2 separate regions of the Mus musculus genome follow, and region 2 is linked to region 1. The links are chromatin contacts, called in public Hi-C maps. All regions are on one chromosome and are shown on one strand. Each heading gives the region's core, a stretch centred on a gene start, on an enhancer-like site or on the middle of the called end of the contact. The rest is flanking DNA. Distances are from core to core; before and after follow the strand shown. Region 1 holds the start of Pgbd5 (piggyBac transposable element derived 5). Region 2 overlaps Pgbd5 (piggyBac transposable element derived 5).

Evidence for each region. Hi-C and Micro-C count contacts between places; a contact is called where the count stands out from the background.
Region 2: a Hi-C map of cortical neurons shows a contact between it and region 1, with 2.0 times the contacts expected there. The contact joins the enhancer-like site here to the promoter of Pgbd5 in region 1. A contact is called at or near these places in 2 of 39 promoter capture datasets (the 3T3-L1 cell line and liver), 5 of 484 Hi-C or Micro-C datasets (cerebral cortex and cortical neurons), 2 of 115 datasets of contacts at active chromatin or transcription factors (both in embryonic stem cells) and 2 of 9 other capture datasets (adipose tissue and pancreatic islet).

Annotation. Positions count from the first base shown.
Region 1 is chr8:124,429,214-124,435,995 of GRCm38.p6, forward strand. It overlaps Pgbd5 (piggyBac transposable element derived 5), which reads right to left and starts at 4,723. Exons shown (of 7, transcript NM_171824.2): 1 at 4,586-4,723.
Region 2 is chr8:124,370,551-124,377,263 of GRCm38.p6, forward strand. Pgbd5 (piggyBac transposable element derived 5) reads right to left here. Exons shown (of 7, transcript NM_171824.2): 4 at 5,560-5,740; 5 at 3,696-3,893; 6 at 1,302-1,407; 7 at 1-136. Among named protein-coding and RNA genes, the nearest start is that of Pgbd5, 60 kb to the right of the region's middle. Within about 2 kb of position 3,426, at least 7 of the 459 cell types and tissues checked have an H3K27ac peak or open chromatin away from gene starts, as enhancers often do. A contact at or near this core is called in cortical neurons, where this site is marked.

The sequences.
Region 1 (6,782 bases), core at 3,473-5,972:
AAGGCGGCAGAGCTGAAATAAGTTCTAGTAACAAAAGGGGGTGGAATTGCCTATCCTGAGGTGTCAGGTAAGACTAGGTGGATGCCTTCCACCTGGTCAGGTCTCTCCACCTGCCCTCACAGCTAGGAAGCTAAGACCATCTTCCTGTACAGAAATGACAACTTCTCTACCAGAGTCTGTGTGAACATGAGGTATGACAAGGCACAGACGAGCAATTACTGATGTGACCCACACCAGGAGCTCCAGGTGCCCTACCCTGGACAGCCTAGGAATACAGAGCTCCTAGGAAGTCATCTGCACTGAGCCCGCATGGCTGCTTGGCTGTTAGGCAGCACTGCCCGAGACTGCAGTTGCAGCTCCCTAAATCCCAGGCTCCTCCTGCTGCCACATGGCCTGGCACAGAGCCACGACAGAAGGTACTGCTCCCTGGATTCCACAGGAAGGCCTCCTGCTCCCCCCAGTCACAGACCCATTTAATTCTGGCTTTAAAAAAGGAAACGTTTTTCTCATCTTACTCATGAGTTGGAAAGACTTTACTAGATGGTAGTGGAGAGATGCACGGCTGGCTAAGAGTTCAAAGAGTGTCTATGGAATGCTCAGCTATAAATGGGACACGTCTATCACACCCCTGCCCAAAAGGCTCAGGGAACATTGGAGGAGGGGAAGTGGGAAGATGTAAGAGCCAGGCTAGCAGGGACCTGGGGTGATACAATGTCTCCTGGACATGAAGGACCACTACACTCAAGAATTCATAAGATCTCGTCTACGTTCCAGCATGGACGGGACACAATAGCCCCCTCCCAACCTCAGCTAAGGAGCTTTGATGGCTAGTATCTGCTAGGAAAGAGTCAGTTTTCTTTAGGATGTGGTACCTGCTAGGTTGATCATACTCCAGTAGACAGTCACACATCTCTGCATATATGGGCAGCAGAAATTGGACTCAGTAGGTTATTAAAAAGAGAGGGGAGGAAAGAAGGGAAAAAGAACAAAGCTGGGAGGCAGGTGTGAGGGGAGCAGAGCTGGAAAGAGTTGGAGGGGGAAAGAGAGTATGAGTATGACCAAAATACATTGCACAGGTGCCATGAAACCCTCAAAGAATAAAATATAATAAATAAGATAATTGTTACAAATGCTAAAAATAAAAGACTATTTTAATAAACCAGCAGTAAGCCAGGTGTGGTGGCCCACACCTTTAATCCCAGCACTTGGACGGCAAAGGCAGGTGGATGTCTGGGTTCAAGGCCAGTCTGGTCTACAGAGTGAGTTTCAGGACAGCCAGGGTTACACCAAGAAACCCTGCCTCAATAATAATAATAATAATAATAATAATAATAATAATAATAATAACAACAACAATAATAATAATAATTATCATCATCATTATCTAGGCAGTAAACTCTAAGGACAAAAATCCAACAATGTTAATTTTCAACCCCACATTCCTCTCATCTCCCCAAGGTCAGGTTCCTACTGGAGTCTCGGAGGTTAGTATGAACAAGAGGGGTCAGTCACCACAGAAACCCAGCAAAGCTAGAACAGGCGACCGGAGACTGGTACTGCCTGCTTCTCTGCCTCCTCAAGAAGTGATGGAAAGCACTCGGAGAAGGAAGCCTGAAGGTCAGAGGCCCCAGACACAGCCTGGCTGAATCTCACACTGCTCCCAGGAGAGCTTTGCACACTGCTGGCAATCTGCACTGTGGGAAGGTAAGTGAGACTGACAGCTTGCTGGGTTATTTTAGGGGGCTCCGTTGTTAAGTCTGGACGCTGTTCTCCCAAAGAGCAGTTCAGTTCCCAGGAAGACTCTGCCATCTACACAAGGGTTAAAGTACGGACACCAGCCTGCCAGTGTTTGTCTGTAAGTCTTCCCAAGGGGACCCACACCTCAGAGCAGAGCCTGAGGGAGGTGCTAGAGCCACTCCCCTGCCATTGCCAGCTGTGCTTTCCCAAGCATGCTCCATCCAGATAGCTGAAGCCACGGAAAATAGGGATGGGGCGGAGAAGACTTGAACAGTCTGAAGGGCCAGGATTCTCACCAGTAACTACCGAATCTCTCCCTCCCTCTTCTCAGCTCGGCACCCCTGACTCTCTACTATATGCACAAAAATCTCCATGGAGCCACAGAACTGCTGCTCTAGAGCAACTCAATATGTAACGGTCCCATCATGCACCTCTTTCCTGCCCAAAGACTCAGCAAAGGTCTCCAGGTCTTCAAGGGAATCAAGCTGCATTCTCCCCAAAGAAAAGAAACTCTCCACCAGCAGCGAGGGAGCAGCTCCATATGCCCATCTGCACACTCACACTCATGCACAGATACAATTGCTTACAGTGGGGCAAGTCAGTATGTCCCATAGCAACCAGGAGTCCTATGCAGTCCTCATTAGACTGCTGCAGCCGTAGCAATCGCAAATGTTCTATTATGAAACAATGTAACGTTGTAACAGATCAAAACACCACTCTTCCTCTCCCCCCACCCTGCCCGCCCAGTTACATCTGTTAAGCAACTGGGCCACACAGAAGGGAGAGAGATTCAGGCAGCGTTTGTGGAGATGTAAAGCAGCAATTGCTGGAGCGCCCCGGATGCTGTAGCTTAGCACGCTGAACCTCTTGGTTGAGCGCTGCAGCAACCGACTTCCTAATAAACACATCCATCTCTCTCCACGCTCCTGGGCTCAAGGATCTTTTCTGACCAACCTGGAAATCAGGAATCTATTTTAAGCTCTGATAAATCACTTTCCTTGGGCTCAACAAGCCATCAACTCTGTCCCTCTCCCCTTTCCCCGTGTTTCCCTTGGGTAGCGGGTACCACAGAGGAAATTCTAAAGTAGATCTAAATTTAAACGAGAGGATCGCTCCTAAAGCAGAAAAGCAACACTGGCCACAAATACCAGCAAATAGCCGCTAATGCCTTTGCCTAAGGAACCTCTGAGTGACTCTCAGGAACAGGCTCAAACTCAGTGGCACTATCAGAAAGGAGGATATGACCCTAATGCCAGTGGCAGGCAATCCTGGACTTCAGGCTGGGAGTGGACAGAGTGAACAGTGGACAGAGGGCTTTGCTTCTGAACATCTTGACTTATACATTACTAAGAAAGAAAGTTCTGGTTAAATCGCTTTTGTGTGTTTACCCTTCTCAATACCAGACCCTTCATCTAAACTAAGCCCAGCACGACATCCCTATTTTGCCCTGTGACCTCAGCTTTGCCGAATTCTCCTCTGTAGACATCTACAGTAGGCATCTTAAGTGCTGCAAGATCAACACAGGATCACAAAGGCTCACAGCACGAAGACTGACAAACCAGGGCACCAGGCTGGTACAATCCCAACATCCAATATGGAAAGCAGCTGTCCAGGGCAGGAGGCCTTTAAGGCACACTGGGAAATGAAGGGTGGCATATAGGAGGACAATTTAGAGTACCATAAACCACAGCCAAATGGTTGGGTTTTAAAATGTACCCACTTAGAACCTTGCATGGTGATGGTAACCCTCCAATCCAGATGCAACTTTGCCCATCCACACCGCAGCCTGGCAAGGTTGCAGAACACTCCCTCCAGGGCTGGGCCAACCTTTCCCATTGCCAGCTCCCTGCAGCTACGTTTCCATACCCAGGCCCTGGAGCCTACCTCCTGTGCACCTGCAATCTTGAGGAACAATAGCTATAGTGTCATGTACACTGCCCAAAGTGTGTGTGTGTGTGTGTGAGTGACACACACACACACACACACAGAGAGAGAGAGAGAGAGAGAGAGAGAGAGAGAGAGAGAGAGAGACTATGCAAAGGGGCACTCCTTGGTGCCCATTCACACTGGTTGTGTGCACTTCACAGAATATATGGTGTAACATCTGGCTGCTAGGAAGCCATGGAGCCTGAACAGCAGCACTGAGGATCATATGGGAAAGCAGTTTCCACATCTCAGAAAGCAGAAGCTGACCAAGCTGCTGCAAAGCAGCACTATTTTAGACTCTGCAGAAGCCAACAGCTGAGGGCTCAGAGTAGCAGGGTGGCTGTGCTCAACTCCAGTCGCCTCCGGATAATCTGAGTCTGGTCTACACACCTTGAAAGTAACTCGGACTAACACTCCCTAACGCAGTGGAATCACCCTTGGCTCCTTCCGGTGCTCAGCTAGAGATCGACTGGCACCACAGGAAGTTTCTCGGGAAAACAGAGAGCAGTGAAGATGCTGATATGCTCTGGCTCTGGGCTCTCTATGTGCTTCAGCTGCGACTGGCCTGACCCCTGACACCTAGATCCTGCGTACTGCAAAGGACTCAGCCTCAGCCGTGCCAGGCGTTTGGATCCCCTCCACCAAAAGAGCCATACTTTACTGACCCCACAGGTGTGACACTGCCAGACGACCGAAAGCCTCTGGCAAAGTGCTGCTGGCTTGGTCTCCACCCACGAGAAACCTGGGACCACCATCCTGTGCAGTAGGACCCTCTCTGTTTAATCCCTGCTCCCCAAACCAGCTGTTTCCAGAAACACACAGGTGCAGGTCGGGTGTGTCTGGAACCAGTCTGGCCCGTGCTCCAGCCTTCAGACCGCGCCCTGTGTGTCCCTGCACCCCAGTGTCCCCGGTCGATCCTCACCACCGGTGTCCTCGAAGCGCGGGGACGGGCGATCCCTCAGCACGGCGCTCCAGCCCCCACCGGTCTCGTCCTCCTCGAGTTCCAAGGGATCCGCGGCGTAGGATGGCGGGGCGGTCCCCGGAGGCGCGGGGCGCTCACGCTCATCGTCCGAGGAGGCGGCCGAGGAGGAGCGTGAGGCTGCGGAGGTGCTGTAAAAGGGGTTCCCGCCGCTGTCCGGGCCCGACTCGCCGAACACGTCGTCCGAGATGTGCAGGCTCTCGTAGCGTGCACGGGCTGCCTCCAGCAGCGCCGGAGCCCTCCTCCGTGAGCCCCCACCGCCCTCGGCCATAGCCCCGGCCGCCGCCCGCGCGCCCACACCCCACAGCGCCTCCCAGCCGCACACGCCGGGCCCGGGACCCCCGCCGCGGCCCGTGGCTCCCCACCAGCGCAGCCCGCAGCACAGCGCGCGCCGCCCCGCGCCCGGCCGGCCCGCCGTCTTGGCCGCTCGGGCCGCGCGCCCGGGATGCGCCTTGGAGCTCGGGCGCCGCTGGCTGCGGCCGCGGCGGGAAGAGACTCAGCCGCTGCCCAGAGCCGCCGCCGCCCCCACCCGCTGCGTCTCCGCCGCGCCCGGCCCCGTCGCGTCCCCGCGCACCCTCCCCGCGGCAACCGCGTTGCGCCGCCGACCTTCCCGGGCGCGAGCCGTGGACCGGGCCCGCCTCCAGCACCTTCAGCTGCTGGCCAATAGAGAGCGCCGGCCTCGCGGGGGCGGGGATAGCAGGTCGCCCTGCCTCCTCGGGGCGTGACGCTAGGGCAGTCAGTCGCGAGGAGCCCCGCCCATAAGCTCATAGCCGCTCGCCGGCGTGGGGAGGGAGGCGGGTCCCGGTGCTCCGTGCTCTTTGGCCCGCCCCTTGCGCAGCCGCGCCCGGCTCCGAGGAGCTGTCCGCCCAGCGGTTCTGAAATTCACTCTGCGGACACGCTCCAGGTGGGCGGCCAGCCGAGGCTGCGCCCAGCACTCCTGTGAATTTCAGGTTGCCCTTCTAGCTTCCCCGAACCTTGCTCTTTTGGGAACCTGGGTCAGACACTAAAACAGTCTCTCCTCCAACAACTGTCATGTAAGGACCGCAACACTGGAATGAGGTGGCTCGTCATTTCTCACAGTCCTTTGATGCTCACATCTTCTGAACTCAAAATTGCTTCCATGAGAACTATCACCACCTGCGCCCTGGTATCACTTGCACAGGCCTAAGACAACGCACATCTGGAAGAGGATTATATGATCAGGAAACAAACAGCTGGTCGCCAGGGTTTCAGAGATCTAACAATGGAGCAGAGTCTGTCTCCTCTCTTCTGGGGGCAAAGCATGAGGCCGGCTGGCCGACCTCCCCTCATCAGAATGTCTTCTCTCCTCCTCCTCCTCTCAAACATAATGCAATAAGTCACATTAATGGTAACTGGGTCATAAAGTCACTTTCACTCCGACATAAAATAAATCCAAGTAGATGTGAAGGGCTTGAGACCCCTATTGGGTGTAGTAAATGATAATTACACAAACGGAAGACAATGGGTTTCTATTTCTAAGAAAAAGGGTGCTGGGACCCATCTGCCCTGGCTGAGATTTTCACTCACGTCTGCCTGTGCCCAGACCCTGTGACCTGCAAACCAGGTCTCTGCACAGGCTTGAATCCATGACAATCACAAGCAGCCAGGCTGGAAAGAGAAAGCGACTTACTGATCTTCCTCCTCTGTGTGTATTTAGCTGATAAGCAAGAAAGTATTTGCAGAGCACTGCCACTCTCTTGAAAAAGCATGCCAAAGAAGTGTGTGTGTGTGTGTGTGTGTGTGTGTGTGTGTGTGGTGGGGGGGGTGGGGGTTCTAGCATTCCTGTGTACAGCAAATTGACAAAGGCTGTGAAGTGGGTACCTATAAATAGACTTGACCAGAAAAAGGATGAAAAAAAAGCAGCTAATGTGGGTGTGGTTCTGGCCAATTTGCCATCGCGGGAGCACGGGACAGAACAGTAACAGTTAAAGCAGGGACAGCCATTCGTTGACCCCGATATGGTGCTCAGACCAAGGAAATACAGGGCCTCTGTGCTTTCTGGGCTCCTCTTCCAGTAGCTCACATGGCAGCAACAGAAGGAAGAGGTCTGGGGATTTAGTTCAGCTAGCAAACTGTTGCTAAGCATTCAAGAACCCCCTCGGCTTGATCTCCGGGAATG
Region 2 (6,713 bases), core at 2,176-4,675, 60 kb before region 1:
CTGTGCCCGGCTGTACTTCTTCACGTGGTAGGCGTCTGACATTTTGTACAGGATGTAGGCGTTGTTGACGGCGATGCTGATGGCGAACCAGAACACTTGCTGCCACGTCTTGTTTGGCTTGTGAGAGATGAAATACCTGGGAAGAGGAGGAGGCACGGCGCTGTGTAGCTGTTCCCTGAGGTTTACGCGCCCCCCTCATTAGGACTTAGCAAGTGAATAAAACCCACAAGACTGAGGGAACTCTTTAATATGTCACTAGTGTCCAGTGGAGGAGAGCAGGTGTTTGTCCACATCTCCTCAGAAAAGTCTCACAATGGGCATGCTGGTTATAGCTCTCAGGGGAGAGAAGCCTAGAGGCTGAGTGTCAGGCCAGTGCATCTGAAGAACTCCCTTCTGGTGATGCACTGGGAACCAGCTGTGGGCGGGGCTCAGGGGCGGGGCTATGACAGGCCCTGCCCCATCCTCCAGCATCTGCCTTCTCAGGGCCCTTCTCTCAGCCCATCCACATCTAAATGCTTAATCCCTCAGTTCCAGGCCTCGTGATGTGTTCTCTCTCTCTTCTCAAATGTGCTCCTGTTAGCCATTTGTCTTCCCTCAGGGAAGACTCAGGACCCTGGGGCTGACCCTGAGGATACTACGCCCAGAGCCTTGATTCTCTTATCCTGTTTACTGCCTCTACATCTTGGCTACATCATATATGAAGACCACCGGGGAGTCCAGCTCTGGATGGACAAAGCCTAGAAGATAAAGGCTGAACTATGTGCCAAGATGCCCACCAATGGGGTATGAGCAGTGGCGGGTACCTCAGGTGGGGCTGGAGGCCTGGGATGTGAGTGGAGTGCAGGGATTTCTAGAGGAGATGGGTGTGTAGGCCACCTGTGGGCAGGACGAGGGCCCGAGACTACCTCATGGGTCCTCATGCCCCATATTTATGTTCTTCACTATGTCTGGGCTAACACAACCCTCCCTACACACCACTGCGATAGTGTTATAGTGTGTTGTCATGTTACCCCATGCACACTGGCCGGCCGCCCATGCACCCAGCAGCCGCCCAAACAACGGATGCCACTCGCAGGCACACTGGCCACCCAGGCACCCACTGGCTGCCCACACATCTGACATCACCTGAATGCACATCAGTCTCCCAAACACCAGATGCCACTCACACGTACACCATCCACCCACGCCCCCCCCAGCTGCCCACGCCCCCCAGCTGCCCATGCCCCCCCAGCTGCCCACGACCCCCCAGCTGCCCACGCACCCCCAGCTGCCCATGCCCCCCCAGCCGCCCACACACTCACTTGCTGTACTTATCGTCATATCTGCAGATGTAGCTGAGGTGAGCCGCAAAGGCCTCCACGGCCAGAGGGCAGGGGATTTCCCCACTCCTCCTCTTGATGATGACGCCTGTGGGGGAGACAGGAGCTCAGTCCCCATCCAGGCTGCCCAGTTCCTGGGCGTGGGGCATGGTGGGACACTGGACCAGCACCGTCCATCACGTGCTTCAGCAGAGCGGTGGGTGTGAGGAGGCATCGGAGGCAGACAAGTGCACAGTTATCTGCTACCTAGACTTGGTGGCTTCGTGAGCACAGGGACAATGACACAGTCACAGGCACATGCAGATGCTCCCGGGACAGGCCTGAGGAGAAGTGAGGGGAAGAAGGCTTCTCTTTCCCCTCTATATTGGATGACTTGGTCAGGGGCTGGGGGAGGGTGGGAATAGCGGCAGTGTCTCTGGGCTGTTCACAGCGTGGGTGGGATCATGTCTCAGAGGAACAAGGAGGCCAGCCCTTCCACCCCAGGCCCAACACGCTCACACCTCTCAGGGGCTGCTCCATGACCCCTTAGTTGCTCATCTACCCAGAATGTTCCTCTACACACACCAAGGGAGCGCAGCCAACGGGCCCCCAGAGCCATGGCACAACTCATAACCAGCAGAGCCTGGGGACTAAAAGGGAACCCACAGGATCTCCCCATTTTATTGCACCAATGGCTACTGTCTGACGTCTGTCCTCTGGCCTGCTTGTGCACTGTCTGGATCCCCTCTGCAGGCCACAGGAACAAAGGTGTCCACAGGCACCCGGACATAGTTAGGGCTTCCCACTGTGCTGGCTAGCTTTATGTCAGACTACAGAGGCATACACCATGTGGAGAACATAAATACATACGTACACTGTACCACAGAAGCACATGTAGACCACACATGTAACATGACCATACATATACTGTCTGTCTGTCTGTCTGTCTGTCTATCTATCTATCTATCTATCTATCTATCTATCTATCTATCTATCGTGTGTGTGTGTGTGTGTGTGTGTAGTATATGTAGTGGTATATATACATATATACACATATATAAACACATAATATATATATACACTATATAGTGTATATATACATGTATCACACACATATATAAATACACACATGGTATGTGTATACACTATATATATATATATATGTATATATATATATATACACACATATATATGTGTGTGTGTGTGTATATACACACACATAGTATATAGTGGTATATATACACATATACACACACATACATATATATATAAACACACACATGGTATGTGTATACTATATATATATATATATACACACACACATACTATATAGCAATATATATATATACACACACACACATACTATATAGCAGTATATATATATATATATATATATATATATATACACACACACAGAGACATACAAACACACAACACATGGTATGTGTACACACTATATATATATATATATATATATATATATATGTATATATATATATGTACACATATACACATACTATATAGCAGTGTGTATATATATATATATATACACACACACATACATATAAACACATATAAACACATATAAACACACATATGGTATGTGTATACACACACTATATAGTGGTATATATATTCATATATACACATGTGTATGCATATATATATATATATAAAACACATGATATGTATATATACTACACACACACATATAAACACATATGGTATGTATATACACTATACACACACACAAACACACACACAATACGTAGTGGTATATATACATATATACACACATATATATAAACACACACATGATAAACACATGGTATGTGTATACACTATACACTACACACACACACACCGCACACATGGTACACCCCAGGAGCATGCATGTCACACACCCAGTATGCACATAGGAATGCAAGCCGTTCATGTGCACACCGCTTTGGAAGTGTCTGCAGATTCCTTTGCGATCCTCTCAATTTTTGTCTCAGCAGTTTAACAAGGTCTTAGCTGTCAGTTTCTTTAAATACAGACTCTGGGCTAATTAAGTCCCTCTACTCTGAGTCAATTTTAAATCCCTGGAAAATTAGCAAGGGCAACAGCAAGCTGCCTGGCAGCCAGGATCACACAGGCGCTTTGCTTCCAGGAGTCAGAGCTGATAAAATGATCCACAAACTCCACCCACAGCATAGCCTATTACCATGCCCAAAAAACAGAGCTATCACACCCCAACAGGATGATGAGACCAAGCCACCTGCCAATCAAGGCAAGCTAAGAGCTTCGTGCAGCTCCTACCTGCCCCTTCCCAGGATAGCACAACTATGAGGGACACAGACCGCATGAGGGCCCTCCATGCTTGTGCCCTGGGTGCCCCCCTTCCTGTACACTCACCTTTCTGCACAGGGGAGTAGGCGTTGGTCAGGAAGCGGAAGTGCCCCTTGTTGTACCAGCAGATCAGTGACATGTTGCCCTTTGTCCTGATCTGGTGCTGGCCCCGGGCGAGTGGGGTGGCAGGGTTGGTCAACATGGATGGAGGGAGACCTGTGCAGTCACTCTTCCTAGAGCTGAGGAGGCCACAGCAGTAGATCCCTGGAAGGAAAGATGCAAACTCTCACATGACCCACTGTCAGGGTGCCCCACCCACAATCGGGGAAGGAGGGCGAACCCTCAGAGGCAGCTGCTGAGGCCTTTCCCCACCCCTCTATAAGAGCACACCTGAAGGTCACTGAGGCCATAACTAATGCAAGCAATGGATTAATGCAACAATATGGCCCTTATCAACGGGGCTCTTCATTGGCCCTGTGGGGCAAAGCATCCTATCTGTGTCCATAAATGGAATTTGCTAAGGTGTCACATGTACATTAGGAATGGCCCACCGGTAAATAGCTGCGGTGATAAGGATGGTATGGCTGTGCCCAACAACACAGCCAGAGACCTCGGGATGGACACGCCCATCAGCTCTTGGGGCTCTTGTCACTGAAGACACGACATGTGGCATTCCACTGTGAAGAACTCAATGGCTCTAGATGCTTCTAAAAATTCATAGTGATATCATTTCTATATTGCCTAGCCTCAGAAAAGGCAAAATTCCATATCCAGTTACCCTCCTCCACCCAGCTCCTAGCTTGCTGAGCCAGGGAATGCCTTTCCCTGGGGATCTCAGAAGCAACTCTCCTAAATCCTCCTGGGGAAAGGTGCCCCAGAGGCCCAGGCCGTGTCCAACACTCATGCGGCTCTATAGATCTAAGACTGGAAACACACACACACACACACACACACACGAGCACATACTCCAACTCCCAGTGCTGAGAGCAAATCAAAAGGTGGACCCTCGCGTACATATGCACACACCATCAAGGGTTACACTTCTATGGACATGCCTCCGCAGACCATAGGTCTCAGACAGCAGGCCAACTCCCCACTGTGCTTCATGGAGGGCCAGACCTCCTCCAAAGCAGCTGTGTCACATGTCCTGCAGCTTCCCTTCCGTCCTCTGTCTGATCTCCTGCCAGGTTCTTGCCACAGATGGGCTGAGTCTGCCGGCACCACCCAGTGCAGAGGGCTATTCTTACCTAGACTGCAATGCTGGCTAGCTGGGGCAGCCTGTTCCCGCACTTCAACCAGGCTTCCCAGGCCCAGGATGTAAGCTGGGTCAATACAAGAGGGTTCAGTTTTAAGGCCTGATATCCACTGTGTTACAGAGCAAAATGTCTCAATTCTAGTAGCTTCTGTCTATGAGTGATGCTTTCTCAGCTGTCCCCAGCATAGCTTGGCATTTAGGTCTCTGCTTTTTACATCCAGCATCTCCCAAAGTCAAGGGAGGCTGATCCAGTCTGCAAAGAACAGCCAGCCTCTTGCTCCAGGAGCCCAGGACCTTTCTGAGGCCTGAAGGATCATCCCTGGCCACACGGGTCTCTGCCAGATGGGAAGGAGACTCACCAGCTACGGAGGATGACTCTGCTACTTTCTAGACCCTTTTTTATGAGAGGCTTTTCCTCCAGGCCATTTATGGCCAGAACCACACAGCAAAGTACACACAAAGGAATGCCCAGAAGACTGGCAGGGCTCTGTGCCACTGCTGTCACCTGACAGCGAGCCCAGGACTCACACACCACGAAAACACCAGAACCCAGACACACAGGGCAGCTGAGACGCTGTGAGCAATCTGTGCTAGCCGCTGTTCCTACCCTCCTCATTCTTTGGCCACTGCCCACCCCCCAGGAGCCGGCCATGCCAGGACGGCCGCTGGACAAACCTTGCTTCTCAAATTCTTCGAACAGATTGAGGCTGGTGATGCTGGGCCCTGTAAAGATGATATAGTTCTTTCCGGCCGCGTTCCGGCACAGGCTCCGGGCCACCATGCTGTGCAGCTGTGGCTTGTTCTTCAGAGCGTCCAGGCCATCTGGGCCACCACCTTCCTTTAGGTGGACGTAGATCTTGAACAGAAAGGCAGAGGGGTCAGAGTGCCAAGGGCAACAAGGACCACAGCCCGAGACCGCAGGAAACATGGGGTCAGAGGAAACCGCCTCACCCCACTATGTCATGAGCCTCGCAATGTCCTAGGTCACCACCACGGCTACCCAAAACCTGAGCAGCTCATGGTTTAGCCGGGAGGCTTCTGTCCGTGAGAGTATGAGCGGGAGAGGAGCAGTTAGTGATGGGAAAACTGGCAGTCAAATTTGATGCAAACCTGTTCCTAAGTCCGCACACGCGCGCGCACATGCGCACTCACACAAATAGAATCGAAGGGCACCTCAAGGGCTAGGCATGCTCTTGCATGCCTAGTGGGTATCACCCATGGGACAAAATGACTAGTCAACCCAAAGACAGGTAAGGCAGCCCTCGTCTGTCTCACTGCACCAGAGATGCAATAGAAGTCAGACACACTCTAAGGGCCAGAAGCAAAGAGGCCATGCTAGGCTTGGTAAGCAGTTCCTAACATACAGGCCATACCAGCTTCACAATTGCCACCAAACACGTGTATGTGGGAAGGACAATGGATTCAGGGGCAGACCAGACCTGCAGGTAGGGCGCCGATAGTCTCTCCTAAGGAGAGTAGAAGTTCCGGGGAATGTTCATACTTACATAGACAGATACCCAGCAGTGCCTGTCACATTCCTAGGCCTGTCCTGTTCTGCACAGCGAGCTCACATTGGTGTCATCTGATATGCACCAACGGTGCTCTCTGAGAAACTCCCAGAAGGAGCACATGGAAGACCCAGCTACTATGTCAGGTCCCATCCTGTCTGATGAGTTTGGCAGCTCACCTACCAAGCACCGGTGTCCTTAAGAATACAAAAGCCCAACTCTGTGTTCAGGTCAATGTACAGGGATGTGACTTAGCAACAAAGTCTTCAACAGAATGGGGGATAGATACTTCCTTCACTGGGAAGTGGTGCCGGACAACAA